Regions from separate parts of the Gossypium hirsutum genome. Here region 1 is linked to region 2. The links are chromatin contacts, called in public Hi-C maps. All regions are on one chromosome and are shown on one strand. The core of a region is the stretch at or near the end of the contact, and the rest is flanking DNA. Distances in the headings are between cores, read along the strand shown. Region 1 has its middle 58 kb from the start of LOC121207816. Region 2 holds the start of LOC107934526 (purple acid phosphatase 8).

Evidence for each region. A called contact is a pair of places that touch in the nucleus more often than the background predicts.
Region 1: a Hi-C map of leaf shows a contact between it and region 2, with 3 times the contacts expected there. The contact joins the enhancer-like site here to the promoter of LOC107934526 in region 2. A contact is called at or near these places in 5 of 34 Hi-C or Micro-C datasets (callus, hypocotyl and leaf).

What each region holds. Positions count from the first base shown.
Region 1 is chrA01:73,597,146-73,601,831 of Gossypium_hirsutum_v2.1, reverse strand. No RefSeq gene overlaps it. Among protein-coding and RNA genes, the nearest start is that of LOC121207816, 58 kb to the right of the region's middle. Within about 2 kb of position 1,556, at least 2 of the 9 cell types and tissues checked have an H3K27ac peak or open chromatin away from gene starts, as enhancers often do. A contact at or near this core is called in hypocotyl and leaf, where this site is marked.
Region 2 is chrA01:73,381,016-73,385,534 of Gossypium_hirsutum_v2.1, reverse strand. It overlaps LOC107934526 (purple acid phosphatase 8), which reads left to right and starts at 2,424. Exons shown (of 6, transcript XM_016866977.2): 1 at 2,424-2,714; 2 at 4,135-4,291; 3 at 4,373-4,486. The coding sequence starts at 2,517.

The DNA.
Region 1 (4,686 bases), core at 307-2,806, 220 kb before region 2:
TATATATTCATCATCATATACAAAAAGATTAATTCTATAATGCAAAAAGGATATTATACAAATATCAATTCAATGCAAAATTAGATGTACAATTTTATACATTTTCTTTTCTTTTCTTTTTCTGCTTGATGGAAGGTCCGTCAACATTTACTAGCTTAATTATAGCATCAATCAGGGCTATGGGTAATCATATCTATTCTCCAAATTCCTCCACCAGGATAAAACAGATTATAACAACCAAGTGTTTGATTTTGTTATAGATATGATAAGACCATGGGGGAATTATTTTATCCATAAAATTTAAATTCAAAATTTTATTTAAAGATAACAAATTTTTTACTACTCGATTTAACAAATAAATGAATATTATAAAATATTTGATAGATATTTTAATCATTATTTGACAGAAATGAAATCCCAGCTATTCCTCAAATACACTAATCAAAATCTATTCTGTTGGTTGAATTTCTAAAGTCTTCACAAAAACTTGAGGACATTTCAATGGAGAATCCAACGCCAACATCTTACATTGTCACAGCCTCACAGCTTGCTGCAAAATATATATATATATTCATAATATTTTTTAAATCAGATTAGTGATCAAATCAGTTAAGTTATTGATTTATCAATATGATAGATTCAATTAAAAAATTACTAAAAATTAAAAAAAAATTTAAAAGATTCAGTTCAACAGATTTTTTGTCTGGTTGAATCGATCCATATCGATTTCCGAATCAACTGACTCAAAGTCCCCTCTAAATTGATACCCCGACTGGTGTTCAATCCACATTCAAACAATATTAGTGGTTAGAGTGTAGTAATTAATGTAATATGTGGTTTTGAAGAAAGTAGTTAAGTTGTCGGGCTATCAAGTGTGTTGATGATGGCAATGAATAGGGTATATAATCCTCAAGTTGTAGCATATTTTAGGGGTTAAAATGTCTTAATCAAGTTGAGTTTGAATGAAAATTTTTAACTTCCTAGTGGGCACACCAAGTGATGTATTCAAGAATTCTATCTATGATTACATCAAATAAATTATTTATACAATGCATAAATTATTTTTAAGAATATAATCTTGGGCTGGAAACTTAAATTGAATTATTAATTGTTAATAGAGTGAGAAATGCAATTCTTTTTTTTATTTAACTAAGTAATAAATTAGGTATAGGAAAGGCCAACTTCCCCATCTTTGATTGATTGTGGGCCTTGTCACCTTCCATAGAAAAGTTTATGGTCCATATGAGAAGCCTTAAAAGGGGAATAAAGAAGAAAAAGAAGGGTTTCATTACAGTTACTCCTCTTATACGATTTCACTTTCATTACGCTATTGTTACCAAAGAAATAATAGGATCCCCATATTATTTTAAAGAACTGTTATATATTCATCAATTAATAGGATTTCTTGCTTTTCAACGGAATAGGGGGAAAAAGTTCAAAAAAAAAAAGAAAAAAGGGTTTGAAACTAAGGGGTGAAAATGGATTTAAAGTGGGGGCAGGAGAAGCCCATATAAAACAATAGACCTTTGAAGTATTTGGGCTTAGCTTGATTAGGCCGAAACCAATGCCACAGTTCCCAATAATGAAAAAAAAACGGAGTTTTTAATTTGCTTTTGTTTACAAAAACTTATGACTTTTCGAATATTTTAACTTTGATATATTTAAAATTTATTTATTTTGTTTGGTCATGGAGGTGTTTCTATTAAGAGTCAATATTTTGTCTTCTCTATTTAAAAAATGAGTAATTTAATTTCTATATATTAGATTAAAAAGTAAATTGATCTCTTTTTTTTGTTAAAAATTACATCCATTTACACTGATAAAAACTAATGTGGCTGTTGAAATAATTAAACAATGACACATGATATGACATATGTACCTCATGCTGACATACACTTTCTAATTTATAATAATAGAAATGGATAAAATTTTTAACATGATAACTAATTTACTTTTTAATCTAATATGCAAAAACTTATTTAATTCTTAATAAATAGAACAAAATATAACCCCAACTTAATATAAACAATTTATAATTCTTTTACCTTAAATAATTACTTTTGAGCGCTGACCAACAACATTAAATTAATGATGGAGGTGGAAAAGTATACATGTGATATTCAAAATCACTGAGCTAATATACAAATTATTTAAAAATAAAATATATAAAAGTTATAAAATTTTAAAAGTTTACAAGAAATATAAATTTATAAAAGAATATTATTATTTTTTCAATTTTTTTAAATTGTTATACTATAAAACTAGTTTTTTATGCATGCATTTTATATTTTAGAAACCAAAAGAACATATTTTTGGTCTAATTTGACTAAATTACCTAAAAAGGCTCATTTTTTAGTAAATTTACGAAATGGGTCAATTATACCATTATTTACCGAAAAAGGCTATTTTTTTGCAAAACGCGCCTACGTGGCTACGTTTAAGGGGGAAAATGCCAGCAAGCGCGCCCCCAATGGAGCTTTTTGCCACATCAGCAAAATGTGCTTACGTGGAAGCGTTTTGCTGATGTGGCAAAAAAGCTCCCTTGGGGGCATACCCAACGGCCATAAGGCCCCCCTCTCCTCCTATTATTTTTTTATAATTTCAAAATTATTTGATCGTGTTAGCAATGGTTGGGGAATTAATTCATCTCGATCATAAACATATCTCCGTCGAACAAATGAAAATGGTAACGGTTTACTTTAAATTTTGAATATTATTTAATATTTTTATTTATGTAATTTTAATTAATTTTAATTTTTGAATATTTTTGAATATTTTTTATTTATATAATTTTAATTAATTTTAATTTTTGAATATTGTTTAATATTTTTTCATTTATGTAATTTTAATTAATTTGTATTTTATAATTTTTTATAACAGTGTAAATCGAGTATTACAATGTTATATTCGTAACATGTCTGGTCTGCCATCACCGTTGATAGAAAATTACTTGAAGGAAGCAGGTTTTTGGCACGCGGCCACTATAGGCCGAGGGTGCAAGTTGGACTCAAAACTCATCAGCCTGTTAATAGAGAGGTGGAGACCGGAAACGCACGCATTCCATCTTCCATGCGGAGAGTGTACTATCACTTTAGAGGACGTCCAGTTACAATTAGGATCGCCGGTGGATGGTGTGGCACTCACCGAGTCTGTTCAATCTGCTGATTGGAGAGCCATATGCTACTATTTTTTGGGTGCGATTCTGGATAATATTTACGGAGGTCGGATCGAGATGGGCTAGTTACAAGACACATTCCCGAGCCAGGGAATGATTCGACTGAATTAAAAAGAATACGATATGCTCGGGCATACATCCTTGAGATGATTTAAGGTTATCTGATGCTGAACTTGTCACGAAACCTCATACATCTGAGGTGGCTGCTGAAACTCGTTGATTTTAGAGCAGCTAGCGAACTTAGTTGAGGATCTGCCGTGTTGGCAACATTATACCGAGAGATGTGCGGGATGACGCCACCAAATAAATCAAAAATTAGAGGTTAACTGTCACTACTACAATCATAGGCTCGGTTTCGCTTTCCATTTTTACGTCCTCAAGTGAACCATCCATATACATTCCCACTCATAACAAGGTAAAATTTTTATTTGATTTTACAATTATTCCATAGATTTAAAATAAAATTATATGCTGAAAATTTATTTAATTAGGTGGAACCATCCGACAAGTTATGTTGGAATTCCTATCGCTCTTAAAGATATACGGCTTCTACTAGACCAACGGCTAGAAGCGCAAGTAAGGGACACCATATGAGGATCAGGCAATACGGGCAGTAATTCCGGATGAATTCTTTCAAAATCTGAACATTTGGCATGTTAAGGTCCCATTGGTCAACTATGCTATTGTCGAGATTCACTAGACGGATAGGGTGTTGCGACAATTTGGATTTCGACAATCGATTCCTGAGGAACCTAAGGTGCTCAATAACCAGCATAGAATCGACTTACGTAAAACGAATACGAATTGATCGTTATTCTGGTCGGAATATATTGAAATTTGGGAAAATCGGTATGATTATATACCTGATCGCGAACCGATCATCGTCCCAGAGTTAGCGTGTACCCCGGATTACATGCCATGGTTTAGAATCTATGGTAAGCCATATTTGTTGTTGGGAGAGCAGAGGCGTCGGCAAATCTGTGTGGAAAGGGAACGATGGGGTTCTTTAAATCTAAGGAGAAGAGATAATGGCACGGGCCCATAAACAGGCCCGCACAATCACCTAACCCATCAACTGCGCCCACACAATCATCGAGCCCAATGCCTCAACCGACGTCATCCACATCATAGCCCCTTCAGATTATGCCAAGTACGTATCCTAGCCTTTATATGTATCCTAATCCATATATGTTTCTGTAACACTCCTAACTCGTATCCATAGTAAGAGTAGGGTTATGAGGTATTACCGATCAACTGCGTATTCATAGTTTCCTGTAGTTTTTTCCATAATTGGGATATAGCCCTTGGATCTCAATCCGAAATAATGGGGACTGACACTCTATGATAGCTAACAACCTTAAAAACATATAACTCGGCCAATCTGTTAAATGAGAAACCTGATCACCAAAACATCTATTTTAAATAACTGCACATTTTAATTACTCCTAGAATGAACCAATAAGCTACTACTGAGCCTCGTACAAAAATTTCCTGCATAAGCTCTAAATTCA
Region 2 (4,519 bases), core at 1,175-3,674:
TACAAAAATTCCATTAATTCGTATAAAGTGCAAAGGAAGAAATGCAAAATTAAAATAGATTATTATTTAACAATAAAATAAAAATTTGTCCTCATATAAATTTATAACAATAAATCTATAATATTTTAGAAAGGAAAATAAAACCAAACACCACTGTTCAATTCTTTTATCTCTTTCCCTTCTTTATTTTCAATTTAATTAAGTCTTCACTTTGAATTTTTGAAATTTAACTTATTAGTTTAATTTTAATAATTTAGACTTTATAATTCAATTGATAAGGACTTTTGTTGATTTTTAAATCAAAAGATTTTATTTAAAAATTAAAATTCAATTAATTACACATATTCAAATCTTAAATAAGTGAATTAACAATGTTGATAAATAAAATTTTGAAATTAAACACAAGTAGATAGATTGAAATCCAAAATTTCAAAAAAGTACAGGAATTGAAAAATAATTAAACCATTTACCAAAAAGAAGAAGAAGAAGATGAAGAGAGTATATGACAAAGAAATAGGAAAATTCGTCGAAATTCCCAACAGATGGTCTCCTTCAAAAATGTTAGTTGATGGTTTCATAGGACCACAAATCAAAATGCATGAAATTGATAGAAGACATAGTTATCAACATAAATATATTAAAGACAAATTTGTTTGCCCAGCAGTAAAGAGTTAGGATGATCCTTGTATGGGCATCAATAATATCATCTACTCATTATAAAAATAAAATAAAATTAAACAATCATTACCTGGTTCGTTGACGCTTGGTAGAATTATATTATTAAATTTTGATACATTATATTTATGAGAGGGATCTATTTATATCGACGTAACATTTAAATGGTTTAATAATTCAAGCGTTATATTTTATACTCTAATCATATAGATTAAGAAAGTTTGACATAGATTAAAAAATTTTAATTATTATTTTTATTTAAAAAAATTTAATCATTTAATATATATTAATATAAATAATATTTTAAATTAAAATATTGAATTAATTAAAAAATTATGAATATGCTTGGAAGTGAATTTCTCCATATTTTTATATTGCATTATTTTATTATTTTAATTTATTTTGTGCAAGTTAATTCTGTTGTTTTGAGAACCATCAAGCCTGGTATTTTCTTTTCAGATTAAAACAATAAGAGAGGAAGTTAATAAAGAATCTTTTTCTTTTCTTTTCTGGAAGTGGAATAAAAAAAGGAAGATGTTTTTGCCCCGTGCTTTATTTCTTTTCAAAACTTTATTTGATATGATATATATATAATTAAATACTTCTGATGGTAACAATATACCTATACTTCATGTAAAGATTGTAATAAAGTAATAAATTATTAGAATTTTTTTTATTTTAATCAAGTAATAAATATTAAATTGAAAGTATTTTTATATAAAATTTTAAATATATATATTTATGATCAAGATTTGAATCCTATTTATCATAACATAAAATTTTTTAAATTTACCATTTCAATTAAAATAGTATTTGAGTTTCATGTTAATTTTTAATAAACATATTACGTGGATGTACCATAATCTAATATTTATATTATTGGTTTATATATTTTATTTCGATAATAATTTAATTAAATATATAATATTGTAATCACTCAAACAAAATCTTATTTAAAGTCAAATCCATTACATACCTTCACTAACTTGGGATGATAATAAAATAGGGATTAAAATTTTGAACCCCAAAAAACATCAACATTCATGGGTTATATAAGAGCAGTGTAAAGTAAGGCCCTAGGAGTGGACATAATTGCATCATCAAATTCAAGAGCCATTCAACTGGGAAAGGGTTTTAGTTTGTGGGAAAGGCACGTGAAGTGAGGCCACAGGAGTCGACATATTTTCCGATGCCACCAGCCATATGCTTCTTGTTGCTGTGTTATAAATGGTCACTGGTTCACTGTGTGTGATTGCATAGAGGTACTAGGAAAAACGAAGTCATGATTCATGAGAGACCACAAAATTAAACGTATCCTATTCCTTGATGTTTTACCAACTAACTAATTGTCAAACCTAGCAAACATATGGATAAGTTAGAAGATAATTTGCTATTGGATTTAACCTTTAGATTTTTTTTTTTGAATTTTAAAATTTTAATTATGTAAATTTATTATTTTTCACAAAATTCCAGGCAATTTAATCAATAAATATAAGGATGAAATAGAGAACACACAACAGCTAATAGCAGATTTGAGGTAAAGTTAAAAGAGTAGGATGAAGTCAGAGCTAACTTAATTGGTGGATTTAAGACCAGTTTGGGCCATAAGGTTTGGTGGGTTATTGGTTCTTTCTTATTAATGTATGCTTTCATTCAGTCAATCTTATAGCCTTACGTCATTCTAAGGAATTTTCGTGGGACTTTTAAAATGATTTTTAATCCTACACTCGTAAAAACATATTATATGCTCCAACTGGTTACAAATAGCGTGGATAGCAGGACTCTTCATTTCATTTTCTACCTTGCCTTGCCTCCCTACTCTCACCTCATTTCACATAAATATGGTTGTTCCAACCAAAAAAGCTATGAACCAAAGGCTCGTGTCGTGGACGTTGGTTGTTGGGTTGTTTGTAATATCGTGTGTGGCAGAGCTTGAGCGGTTTGAACACGCAGGCAAACCAGATGGGTCTCTGAGCTTCCTGGTGGTCGGAGACTGGGGAAGGAGAGGACACTATAACCAATCTCAAGTTGCTTTTCAGGTCTTTTGCTTTTCTACTTTCTTAAAAGTTGTCATTAAATGTTTTATGAAAACGCAAGTAACGTTCTCCTCTTTCTTTCTGGTTGTTATTAAGAAGAAAATCATTTTGGTCCGAAGCTTTTTAGGAATTCCATCATCACTCGTCTTAAAATTTTATATCCAACAAAACTATCTACTAAAGTCCAATAGAATAAAATGAAGATGCCAATGAACATTGTTTTTACAGTCTAATCATTTTAAAAAACTTTTGGAATGGTATAATTCCAAATAAAATCCCAGATTCTTTTTCTTTTCTTCTTTTTACAGTTTAATATTCCTCAAGTGAGAACAGTGAGGGGAATGGACAAAGTTAGCCAGTTTCGTAAGTCTCTCACACGTTGATTGGGTTTCATATAGTTTGGACTAGAAAATTCCTGTTTCAGTTTTGGCCGTTTCCAACCAATCACATCTCTACACCTATCCAAAATCACAATCCTAACTATACACGTATTGGAACCAAAAAATTTAAAAAAAAACTTTATTATCACTCAATACAAATTTGGTGTTAAATAAATTCCTATATCCCATTTCCCTTGTAAAAATATTTTCACCTAACAATTCTTCTTTACATTATTTTAGGTTTAGTACCTCCCATATTATACATAAATTGGATCACTTTAGCCTTTGTAATTTTTTCCGTTTATGTTTATTTTGTTACACCATTCACAATTTCTATTAAGAAAAGTACCTAAGCGAATCCAACCTAAAGTGCAAAAACCTTACAAATAAAATTTTAAAACTTTCTAAAAACACCTAAAATTCTAAACAAACCTACATTTTTTTTAAATTTCAATTAAAAAAATGCATTTTAGATTTAACCTTAGACATGCATTTTTCCAGTTTGAATCTAGATCTGTATTTTAAAAATAATTTTATATATTTATATATTTCCAAAAAGATAACAATTTCAAAATAAATTCTAGATGTCCAATTTTACTTTTTTTTTGGAATTTTAGGTTTTTTTAGATTATTTTTTTTAAATTTTATGAAATTTATTTTTTATAATTTTAAAATTAATTAATGAATCTTTAGTTTTTAGAATTTTTAAGCCTTTTTTTTGTCTTTTTGGATTTTATGATTTTTTTTGAATTTATGATATTATTTTGAATTTTTTTTCATCACAGTGGTATCACTTCATTGGTTTACTTAGTGCTTTTTGAAATAGTAACGGATAAATGGAAAGAAAGTATACTGGCTAAAATGACAAAAAAAATTTCTTTAAGGACCAATTTGATAATTTTTGTATAGTATAAGATCCAAAATAGGTAGTAAACCATTATTACAAATTACTCAAAGCAATTTTATTTTTTATATAAAAAACCATAAGATATATCGATAAAACATTGATTTTTTAATTTAATGATAAAAATTTAATGGCTCAGATGGGGAAAATCGGAGAGCAATTAGATATCGACTTCATAATCTCAACCGGCGATAATTTTTACGACAATGGTTTGACCGCCGTTGACGATCCATTGTTCCATCAATCCTTCACTGATATTTATACAGCTCCCAGCTTGCAAAAACAATGGTACAATGGTACGAATCTTCAACCCCATGCAATCGATTTTTAAATACTAATTCTAAAATGGGAATTTAATTTATTTATTTTGGTGGCAGTGTTGGGTAATCATGATTATAGGGGCAACGCTGAGGCTCAATTAAGTCCCATCCTTACAAAGATGGATAGCAGATGGCTTTGTTTGAGATCTTTTGTCCTCAATGCTGGACCTGGTAATTAACCCAAATATCTAATTTTATTAACCT